Linked DNA regions of Mus musculus: region 1 is linked to region 2. Evidence: chromatin contacts called from public promoter capture Hi-C data. All regions are on one chromosome and are shown on one strand. Each heading gives the region's core, a stretch centred on a gene start, on an enhancer-like site or on the middle of the called end of the contact. The rest is flanking DNA. Distances are from core to core; before and after follow the strand shown.

What was found. Capture Hi-C pulls out chosen DNA fragments and counts their contacts.
Region 1: a contact with region 2 is called in a promoter capture Hi-C map of pancreatic islet. The contact joins two enhancer-like sites. A contact is called at or near these places in 2 of 39 promoter capture datasets (embryonic stem cells and liver), 3 of 484 Hi-C or Micro-C datasets (the N1E-115 cell line, myocytes and nephron progenitors), 1 of 115 datasets of contacts at active chromatin or transcription factors (embryonic stem cells) and 3 of 9 other capture datasets (adipose tissue, liver and pancreatic islet).

Annotation. Positions count from the first base shown.
Region 1 is chr3:121,155,901-121,161,889 of GRCm38.p6, reverse strand. It overlaps Rwdd3 (RWD domain containing 3), which reads left to right. Exons shown (of 5, transcript NM_028456.3): 2 at 2,635-3,122; 3 at 5,374-5,489; 4 at 5,588-5,703; 5 at 5,833-5,989. The coding sequence ends at 5,702. Among named protein-coding and RNA genes, the nearest start is that of Rwdd3, 13 kb to the left of the region's middle. Within about 2 kb of position 2,044, at least 42 of the 459 cell types and tissues checked have an H3K27ac peak or open chromatin away from gene starts, as enhancers often do. A contact at or near this core is called in pancreatic islet, where this site is marked.
Region 2 is chr3:121,235,459-121,241,116 of GRCm38.p6, reverse strand. Tlcd4 (TLC domain containing 4) reads left to right here. Exons shown (of 8, transcript NM_001355678.2): 2 at 5,353-5,447. Among named protein-coding and RNA genes, the nearest start is that of Tlcd4, 25 kb to the left of the region's middle. Within about 2 kb of position 1,821, at least 59 of the 459 cell types and tissues checked have an H3K27ac peak or open chromatin away from gene starts, as enhancers often do. A contact at or near this core is called in pancreatic islet, where this site is marked.

The sequences.
Region 1 (5,989 bases), core at 795-3,294, 79 kb after region 2:
CTAAAGTTCCACAACCTTCCAAAACAGCGCCACCCACTGGAGACCAAGTGTGCAAACAGATGAGCTTGTGGTATGCTATTTACCTCCAAACTGTAATGCATGAGGTAGTGTGCTGGTGAGTGTACACACATTGTCACTGTACACCAAGGGTTTTCGTCACCATGAGGTCCCCTGGGCTTAAGAACCCCACAGTCTTCAGGAGATCAGTTTACCTTGATTTAAACTTTACAGGGATCAAAATATCATGATAAACACTACATAAATGTGTTTAAATGTAATGTTTCTGTGTATCTCGTAAATATATTTAATAAAAAGATAGACCTTTCAGTCTTATGAAAGTTGCTGAAAATTTTCTCAGCTTTTGATCTTGAAAGAATATGTTATGTGTATTGTGCTGGTCAGGAAACATCTGCTTTCTGACCCAGAGAAAAGCTCCACAGACTCTGAGGAACTCAGGCCATGGGGAACTCCTTCCACCCTCTCCCCCCTGCCACACACACACACACACACAGAGACACACACACACACACAGAGACACACACACAGAGACACACAGAGACACACAGAGACACACAGAGACACACACAGACACACACACACACACACACACACACACACAAAACTGGATGTGGTAGGTGCATGCCATTAATTTCAGCATTTGGGAAGCAGCTTGGTCTGTATAGTAAGCCCCAGGCCAGCCAGGACTATGTAGAGTCTCTCTTTCTCTCTCCCCCCTCTCTCCCCTTCTCTCTCTCTCTCTCTCTCTCTCTCTCTCTCTCTCTCTCTCTCTCTCTCTCTTACACACACACACACACACACAAACACAAACACACAAACCCCCTAAAAAACCCTTTATGTTCACACATCTCTAATAGAAGACTTTGCAGGCGTAGACTCAGGAAGCTCTGTGTCCACCCTGGACTGAACCACGGTGGCAGATCTGTGTCTTACTTATTCCTTTTTCTGAACAGCACAGTGCACAGGGTTGACATGTACCCAGTGTATGCTTGTAGAATGATGAATGATTGAAGATTAAAGATTCTACCCCCTCAATGAGAGGGAATGCAGGCTTGCTGCATGACTGCCGACAAGTTTAATCTGCCTGGTGATCCTGTGTTGTTTACAGGTCCATAAAAGTCCTACATAGCAAATATATATTAATCGAACTGATAATGACAGGAGCTTACTCTGACAGTAAAATATACCATTGAAAAGAGGAACTCAGTGAAAGAAAGGAGAGACGTGCAGCTAGTGAGATGTTTCCGTTTGTGGAGGTGCTTGCATATGGGTCTGACAGTCCCATAATCCTCCAAGATAATGAAGCAGAACTGTTTTGTTAAGTTGTTCTCTGAGCCTCCCCATGGCCACACACACCAATAATAATGACAGTATGTTAGTAGAAGAAGGAAGGAGGAACAAAGACACTTGAAGCATGTGATAACTTTTAGAAGCATGTATGCTGTAATATTTAGAGAAGTTTTTTTAAAAATACTATATACATTACATATGTAAAAGAAAATATTATATGGTCTTTGCAATAGCTACTGCCTCTGATTCCGGATGGGGTCTGAAAATAGTAGTTCCTGGCAGCTGGTATTGACATCCATTAAAGAAAAACTCTAACAGATGTGCTAGGTCCTGTATGAATCTGTGTAACAACAGCTTTTAGATACCATTGGGATCAGATGGCTAAGAAGTGATTTCAGTGTTCTGTTAGGCTCTTTAAAATGGAGGCTGTGTTTGGGTGTCCATTGTTGAGGCAGCCATCCAGGTGTAGGATCTGGCTGCTTCTGTGCTGAGAAATAGAACAGGGGCAGAGAAAGAAGGCAGAGAGGCAGACTGGCCACATAGCCCTGTGTCTGGACCTGGCTCCCGTCTCCTTTCTCTGATCAGGGTGCTTCTGCTCCCTGCAGAATGAATTAGCCTGACATTTTATCAACTTTTTGGAAAGTGGGGTGAAGTGATGTGGAACACATCAGAGTGGGGAAGCCAAGCACATCTGAAAGAGAGCAGATTTCCTCTCGTCTCCTAGGCGTGCTCTGCCCCTTGTGGAGTCAGTGGAGGCTGAACGGATGTCCGCCCAGTTTCAGTTCATCCTGCTGCCTTCATGTTACACTGACGTGAGTGGATCGGAATCAGAAGAGTAGGTACCCCCCCAACCCCCCACGTTCAGTGTCACAGATGGTCACCGGTGTCACATGGCCCTGCCACCACCCAGGTTCCGTGTGACTCACCACAAATAACTTGGAGTGGACTCCTTACACCTTCCCTATACATGCTGCTGCTCCATTGAACACCTATAAGGGCTGATTTGTGATTTTCGTAATTACCAGTAAATTATGGATGGAAATTGTATAAATCAAACTGCCTTTTTTTGATAATTTCATAAAAAATGGGTGATAAAGAGAGTGAATTGCAAGTACATTTGCGTGGCACTGTTCATGTGTGTTTATGGCAGGGGGGATTAACCTGTAAATCATGGCTTTTTTGCCTTGTGTGTCTCTTCATAAAATAAACTCAGCGTTTTCCTATGAGCAATAAACTGAGGTTTGAAAGGGAAATTTTTTTAACTGATTAGTATTCCATTGAGATTGAATTATGTGGAGCTAATGATTATTTTTGGATGTCTTCCAGAGACAGATGGGGCTGTGTTTAGAATTCACACAACAGCTGAAGGACTTGTGGGTGAGGATGTGCCCTTAGAGTTGGCGTTCCATTTACCAGTTGGTTACCCTTTGTGTCTACCCGGCATCTCGGTTACCTCGGAACATCTGACCAGGGCCCAGTGTGTTACCGCGAAGGAGAAGTTACTTGGAGAAGCCAGGAAGCTCGTGTCAGAACCGATGGTTCACGAGCTGGTTCTTTGGATCCAGCAGAATCTCAGACTTGTCCTCAGCCAGCCGGAGACCGCCAGCAGCCATGAGAAGTGCACTTTGCCAGAAAGTGCGACGGGGGACGATGGACCGTGGATGACTCTTTTGCGTTTAGATCACATGAGAGCGAGGACTAAATATGTCAAAGCCGTGGAGAAGTGGGCTTCAGAGTTAAGGCTGACAGGAAGACTGATGTTCATGGGTAAATTAATACTGATTTTACTACAAGGAGACAGAAGCAACATCAAGGTGCTGGAAAACTTCATTTTGAATATGAATCTACTTGCTTTCTCTTAAATATGGTGCATTTTTAAGTGTGTTTTATAACAGTGAGCTAGTCGAAGCATGGTGTTTCTGATTTGCCTATCATCGTGTTAAATGGTACTTTGTTTTTTTTTTTTTTTCTCCTCTATTCTTTATATTTGTTTATCTTTTGTGTCTGGGTGTTTTGTCGGGATGTGTCTGTGCACCTCGTGTAAACGTTTAGAAAAGCCTCTGATGCTCACAGAGCCTGGAGGAGGGGGTTGGATCTCCTGGGAGCTTCGAGCTATGAGCTGGGTATCAAACACAGCCTCCGGAAGAGCAACCAAGTTCTAACCACTGAGCCATCTCTCTAGGCACCCAACCATCTTTCCCCAGTTGTTTTTTTAAAATATACATATCTATCTATCTATCTATCTTGTCCCTAACAACAGCTATAAACTTGCAAGGTTCAGGATTAGCATAAGATTATAATGTAAAAATTATGCCACTCAATGAAATGACAGTTTTTTTTTATTTCTTATTTTCTTAAAAATGTGTATGCGTGTTTTGCTTGCATGTATATATGTACAGTGCCCAAGGAAGCCAGAAGAGGGTGTTGGCTCCCTAGGAACTGGATAGCTGCCTTTGGGTATTGGGAACCAAGAAGTGCTCTTAACCGCCGAGTTATCTCTCTAGCACCAGCCCCAGTTTTGGAAAAGTCCAAGGACATGTATTTGTTTCCTATTAATGGTAAACTGCATCTGTATAAACAAGAACAAAAAACTTGTCCATATTAATTTTTTCCACAGCTCAGCACAGCAAGGAGTATGTTTGTGAGTAGTCTGCAAATTTCCTAACATGCAGGCGCTTAGAAGCGCATCCTGACACTTCAGTGTTGTACCTGTAGTGCCTGAGAGGAAGGCTTGTCCTTTACAGCCAGGAGCCAGCCTCAGAGGAAGCAGGGTCGCCAGGACTGTCAGCTTGTCACCTCCTCCAGACTTCTTCTTTCCACCTGACTTGTCCCAGCAGCTGCCTTCAAAGCCCTCATCTTCAGCTTCCCGAGCTCTCATCCTGAAGCCCCCTAGCCTGTTTTATGAGGAGCCAGACAAGGAAACCTGCTTATTATGCCTTACATTTTAACAGAGCTACAGATCACTTCATACGTTTTGCAGTGTCAGAGTGAGTCATGCCCCGTTACAGAGGATTTTACTTAAAACAGACTGATCGTGAACAACCTGTAATCTTAGTGTCGAAGGACAGCAGCCTAGAGTTTCCCCAAGCCCAGCCTTCATTGACATTTGCTTAACAAGGTCCACGCTGGGTTCTGGTATGGATAAAGTAAGAAACCGGATTTAATCTATAGCCTGCAGTGGGGCCTAACCAAGGGACGGCAGATTTTGAGGCAGTCTGTGTGCACTATAGCCCTTGACCCTTTAGAGTAACATGCTAGCCGACGAAAGTGGAGAACAGTTCCTTGTTCACATTTACCTAAGGCCCCGATTGTCTAATCAGCTCAGGCACATTAGAATAAATGCAGCAATTGCCGACAGACTCATGAGTTACTAACATGTATATGTTTTTATGATTATAGTTCCACTAGTTCAGAGAAGTGCATTTTTAAAATAACATTCTCTAAAATGTCATTTTACATATATTTGCCTGTTATTTTATCTTATTTATTTATTTATTTATTTATTTATTTATTTATAAGATTGTATACTAGGATCAGGACCGTGCAGGAACATTTACAGGTGGGCAGTAGGTGGTGTGCCGGAAGGCCCCTTTTGCAGGCGGCTTGGTGATAGCAGCGGTTGCTACTATTGAGCAGTGTGCTGTCCTCTGGAAGGCAGTCACTCTAGAGGTGCTTTGTGTGTCTGACTTCCCTCAGTTGTCCCAGATTCACCAGGGGGTGGATCCTGTTAGCAGTCTAGTTGTGCGGAGTCGGCTAACTAAGGTACCGAGTGTTTGAGGAGCCAACAACTTAAATAACTGGTTTAAATAGCTGGTCTAAACAACAGAGGGTTAAATAACTCACTCTAGCAGTGGCCCAGTCCAGATTTAAAGGTGAACGATTTGTTTTTGTTGCTCTGTACACCTGTGTGCACCAGAGCAGGGTTCTGCCACCTATGTAAAGGCACTGTGTAACTCCCCCTGCTACACTCTGAGAATGCTCTTGAAAACGCTGGCTGGGTCCCTGTAGAACAGGACTGTGCCTTTTAGAATTCGCTCTGCCCTTAATGTACCGATTATTCTTTAGGAGTACCTGATTCTTCAGAAAACCTCCAAAGTAGATGTGGACTCAAGTGGAAAGAAATGCAAAGAGAAAATGATTAGTGTACTGTCTGAAACAAAAGTACAAACGGAACACAAAAGGTATAATTTAGTACTATTGCAGATGCAAAAGCAACTGAATGGGTAATTATCCACTGACAAATCTCCGCATATTCATGAGCTTCTCTCGCATAATACAGGTTTCTGGCGTTTGAAGTCAAAGAGTATTCAACACTGGAGGAGTTACAAAAGGAATTCGGAGCTGCAGGACTTGGGGAGCTCTTCTCAGAGTGTGTACTGGGGCTGGTGAAATGAGGTGAATGACAGGATCCGTTGGTAAAACAGCCTGGTTTTGATTTCCTGCTGCCTTGGGGGATGGGCTCATTGAAGTAGTCATAAGAGAGCAATCTGAAATTTCTCTGAAGCAAAATCATTCTCATTTCAGGAAGAAAAGCGAGTCCTGTTTTATGGAATATTAAACATGAAAAGATCCCATATATTCTAACGTTTGCCAGAAAAGACTAGGTTCAATAGACGGATTGTCTGGAGGAGAGAGAAACCCACCACAGTAAAGGAACTGTTGTTTTTATAGAGACAATTTG
Region 2 (5,658 bases), core at 572-3,071:
AATCCATCACGAGAAATGTTTGGAACTTTGCAGGACTCAAGTTTGCCTTTTATTTGACATCCTCCAGTCTTTTAAGAGCTGCCACTTTGTGGGGGTGACACGGGAGGGCATCAGTGATGGCTGAGCTGATGTAGGTTGGGGGATGGGAAGAGGAAAGTGAGATAGTGCTGTTCACTGGGTTGTGAAGGCTTGGCTTGGAGGAAGGGCTGCTTTAGGCTCAGCTCATCTTGGGACACAGAGCTGTGGGACCTGTGTGATCCTGTAGGGGACCATCCAGCCCTGGTGCACTGGTACACTGCGGGGATGGGGGAGCGGGGTGAGTACCAGAGCTGCACATAACCAGAGCTGTGTTAGGCGTGAGGATGCAGAGCCAGGCAGAGTCTAGTATGCAGAGAGGAGGCTCCATACAACGAGGCAGCAAACATTGCCAAGCTAAGAGTTTGCCTGGTAGCCCTCTAGGTGAAATGAGAATCGTTTCTATCAGAAGAGGGGGACAACTGGAGATTGGCTGCCCTGTGTATTGAAATAAATGTGGAAAATGGGGAAGGGAGCTTGCTAGGATGGAGAAGGAATGCTAAGCATGAGTGGGGCATTGTTCTCAGCTTCTTTCTGCCCTGTTGCTCTTAAAGACACACACACAGCCCTATCCCGGGCCCCTACACTACACATCGAGGCAGTGTTTCTTACTTGCATGTCTGAGTGATTCAAATACATTCCCCCAGAAATCCCTGTACTTACAAGGGAATAATGAGTGGGGGGAAATGAGGGTCTGGGCTGTGCTAGTGGGTGAGGAGTTGGTTCTAAACACTCTCAGGGGAACTGAGTTGTTTGAGCTTCTTCTGCCTCAAAGCATCTAGTTGGTATTTCAATAAAGTGCTAACCAGACAAACATAAGGACCTAAGTTTGATTCTCAGAACCATGTTTAAAGAAAAGAATGTCAGTTCTAGGAAGGTAAGAGTCAGGCAGATGGATGGAGGCTCACTGACTCTCTAGTGTAGCTTATTTTGAGCTAGGTCCAGACCAATGAGACATTATGTCTCAAGAAGAAAACAGAGAAGACGGCTCCTGAGGAATGACTCCGACCTCTGCACCCAAAGAGAATGTTTTCTTCCCTCATTACCCTCTGATTCAAGTCATTGGCTACCACTAGATAGCTCCTCACCAGTACGTCTGCTGGGTATTCTTTGCTAGTGAGGAAGGAACATCATGGTACACCCTGAATCCTTGCCTTCCTGCTGGCTCACAAGGTGGCTTCTCCCATTTAGCGCTCTACACACACACACACACACACACACACACACACACACACACACACACACACACACATACACACACACATACACACACACACACACACACACACACACACACACACACACACACAAAGCCTGGTATACAGCTGACAGTGACAAATGTTGGCTGTATTGACAGTTCTGAGGTGACGATGTGAACGGCTTTTTGCCATTTCCAGGACCATGCATCCAGAGATGAGAATGGGTGTCCTCCTACAGGAGAAGGGATCTCTAGTGAGGGGAAAGAGAGGGCTAAGCTCGTTTGTGACCTAAGACCATCTCTCGGGGAAAGGACAAGCAAGCAGAATTGTACTCAGCAGATAATGGAAGTTCCTCTAGTGTCTACAATTCTTGTGGATCAAGACAGCTGATTGATTGTATGGTAGACTTCATTTCTCAACAGTCTCGTACACTTTCCCCGTCTGTTTCAGCCGCTCTTTTCTAGGCCAACTCCCACTAGGCCAGCTTCCTCGCCTCCTGCCAGCTGCTGGCCACACGTAGAGGAACATGAATGAGGCTTAATGCTTCTCCACTCTCACTGTGATTTCCAGTGCTTAGTGATTGCCAAGTCCGTAAAGGCCCTCTGTCTAGGCTAATATTAGACGTCATTTTCTCTGTCCATTGTTACCCTTCCATCTTCTGATTGGCACCTGAAGTGGACGGGCATGGGCAACTGCTGCTACCAAGAGGCCTTAGCTTTCTGGAGGACATTTAAGTAATCTCCAGATGAGGTCTTTATTTGACATGACCAATTAAGCAAGCAGCTGCTTATTCAGAAGCAGATCTGAGATAGAGCAATTTAATTAGCTTCTGTCTGTTGAGCCCTTAGTAGAAGCCACAGCTCGAATATATGGTATTCTTTGTTTAGTTATAAATGGAGCCCCCTCCCTTGGCAGAGAAATCCTCTCATCATATATACCCCAAGAAAACAGACAGTAAATCTGTTGAAAGTATAAAGTATTGGGGGTTGGAGAGATGACTCAGCAGTTAAAAGCACTTACCATCCTTTCAGAGGACCTGGGTTCGAATCTAAGCACCCATGTGCTTAGATTAGACTCGCACCATCTGTAACTCTAGTTCCAGTGAATGTGATTCCCTCTTCTGGCCTCTGCCTGCACCAGCTGTGCACTGGGTTTACATACATGCATACGTGCAGGCAAAACACTAATACACATTTTTTTCCCCCCGAGACAGGGTTTCTCTGTATAGCCCTGGCTGTCCTGGAACTCACTTTGTAGATCAGGCTGGCCTTGAACTCAGAAATCTACCTGCCTCTGCCTCCCGAGTGCTGGGATTAAAGGCGTGTGCCACCACACCCGGCAAGAAATCTTTAAAAAAAAAAAATAAAATATTTGTCCACCATAACAATTCATTCATGAAAACTAGGACTCGGGGGAAGTAATATATATATTTAAAAATTTTTTTTAAAAAAATCTGTATCTATTTAATGTATGTGTGTTTGCATGATGTGTGCATGTATATGTAGGTGTGTGTATGTGTTATGTGTGTGATGTGTGTATGTGTGTCCTTGTATATGTGTTAAGACATACATGTGGAGGTTAGAGGACGATTTGCAGGAATTGATGTCCTGGATCCACCCGTGGATCCTGGGGTTGGAACTCGGGTGTCAGGTTTGGTGACAAGTGCCTTTTACTTACTGAGTCACCTTTTGGGCCCATATGATACTGTCTTTATTTTTTCTTTTCTTTTTTTTTTTTTAACTTTTTCTTCTTTTTTCTTTTTTTTAAGATTTATTTATTTATTATTATATGTAAGTACACTGTTGCTGTCTTCAGACTACTCCAGAAGAAGGAGTCAGATCTCATTAAAGATGGTTGTGAGCCACCATGTGGTTGCTGGGATTTGAACTCAGGACCTTTGGAAGAGCAGTCGGTGCTCTTAACCACTGAGCCATCTCACCAGCCCCCTTCTTTTTTCTTTTTAGACATTTTTCCCCCGTAGACCAGGCTGGCCGTGTCTGTCTGTCTGTCTGTCTGTCTGTCTGTGTGAATTCACAGCAATCGACTTGTCTCTGCCTCCCTAGTGGCACAACTGCTGGGAGTAAAAGCATGCACTACCACTCCTGGCCCCGAAATGCATTTCTTAATGGTGAATTGCTAGTGGTTTCTTTAGGGTATTAGTTAGTTAGTAATTCACAAACTTGGTAATGTGCAATAAGTTTTATGACAACTTTTAGGAAGCAGTCAAGAAATGCCTGTGTATACACTGAATTTTAACAAAAGTGCCAGCAGCCCGTGCCCAGGGCCAGTGGCGAGCATCCCAAGCCTTCAGGCAAACCATGCTCACTGTTGGGTGTAGACTCCATTCTCTCTAGCTAGTTATCTCCTGGCTTCCAGGTTTGCACTTGTTTTACCTCTAGGAAAGGTGGCACATAGTTCTGTCATAACACATTTAGTTGATGTACCAAGCCTACTTTCCTGTATTATGTGATTAATGGTAAACCTAGACTAAAAGGCCACAAATTGATTTTTTAATGTCCAGTACACACATTGAACTAAAAGAAATATAAAAAGTAAGTATGCAATAAAGTTAGTGGAGTCGTACAGAGAAAAATGGCAACATCAATAATTTTACCAAGCTTACACCAAGGGGTGGGGGCAGAGAGCCAGGAAGGGGAGGGAGGGAGACGAGAACTCACTATAGACATAGTGCTGTCTATATTCTGAAGGAACACTGTGGGAGACTGATTCAGATGATGTCCTGGTTGGCAGGGGATGAAGTGGGCTCAATGCTACCGCTTAGGCAATGACCTGTTGTTCTCTCTGGTGAGTTGGCTTCAGGAGGTGACTTCCTTTCTTCACATCGGGAGCTTGAACACGTGTGTTGATTCATTTCCCTCCCTCTCACCTGACCGGCCTCTCAGAGACGCTCGGCTGCTGGATATGAGCAAACGCTTTGGCTCTTTTTGGTCTGAACATACTTAAGATTTTTTTTTTCTTTCTCTTTTTGAGACAGGGTCTCTCTGTTGTTCTATCTTCCAGCTCACTTTGTAGACCAGGTTAGCCTCAAATCATTGATATCTGCTTCCCACCTGCTGGGATAAAAAGCATCTGCTACCATGCCTGGCCCTAAGACTTTTTTAGGAGCCAAATAAAAGTTCAGCTCAACAATATAAAAAGCATACTTTGAGTGTGTGTGTACATGTATGTGTGTACATGTATGTGTGTACATGTATGTGTGTACATGTATGTGTATACATGTATGTGGGCATTACTGCTCTTTCCATTAACTGTTCCAACGCGCCTTTGCTTTATTTTATTTTTTAAAGTAAATAATACAGTTTTAAAAATGAGATAAAAAGCTGTGGAGTGTTTTTGGTCTAAGGAAAAATATTAACATTATCACAAACTTATAGTTACAGTAATATGGCTTTTGTTTTGTAAAGATCTATTATTTATTTATTTATTTATTTACTTATTTTTGAGGCAAAGTTTCTCTGTTAGCCCTGGCTGTTCTGGAACTCGCTCTATAGACCAGACTGGCTCAAAGCCACAGATAGTTAAAGATCTATTATCTATCTATCTATCTATCTATCTATCTATCTATCTATCTATCTATCTATCTATCTCTATTTATTTATTTTTGAGGCAAAGTTTCTCTGTTAGCCCTGGCTGTTCTGGAACTCGCTCTATAGACCAGACTGGCTCAAAGCCACATATAGCCACCTGTCTCTGCCTTAAGGCATGAGCTACCACTGCCCTGCAGGTTTATTTAATAGTTAATTGTGTGTATGCGTATCATTGTGCAGACATGAGTGCAGTCCCCATAGAGGTCAGAAAAGGGTGTTGGATACCATGGGCCTGAAATGGATTCCCTTCTGACTTACAGAAGGTTGTAAGTCACTCGCTGTGGGTGCTGGGATCTAAATTCTAGTTCCCTGCAGGGTCGCAAGGTCTTTTATCTGCTGAGCTATTTTTCAGCCTGGATGGTTCCTTTTACATCACTTACTTCCTAAAGTTTAACCTTTGTATTCAGTGTTGTGTCTCACAGTACAATCAATTTTTAACTTTGTAATTTATTTTGTGTTTGTTATTGCAGGCAATGGTCTATGACTTTGGCTTAAATGATTCTTAGACATTATCCGACCAACTCTTTCAATTTATAGATGAGAAAACTGAGTCAAAGAGAAACAGGTAATTTATCTATATATAATTAAAACAATACTGTCAAATGAGTAATTGAAATTGTAGCAATTGAAATTTCCTCTTAGTGTTAAATTCCTAAGATAAGTTTGAGTCATGATGTTAAGATGGTTTTTTTTTTTTTTATGATACAGAGATGATCTGTGAGGCACTAGAGTGCCTTTTAGGAACTTAAAAAAAAAGTACATTTAAAGTATTTTTG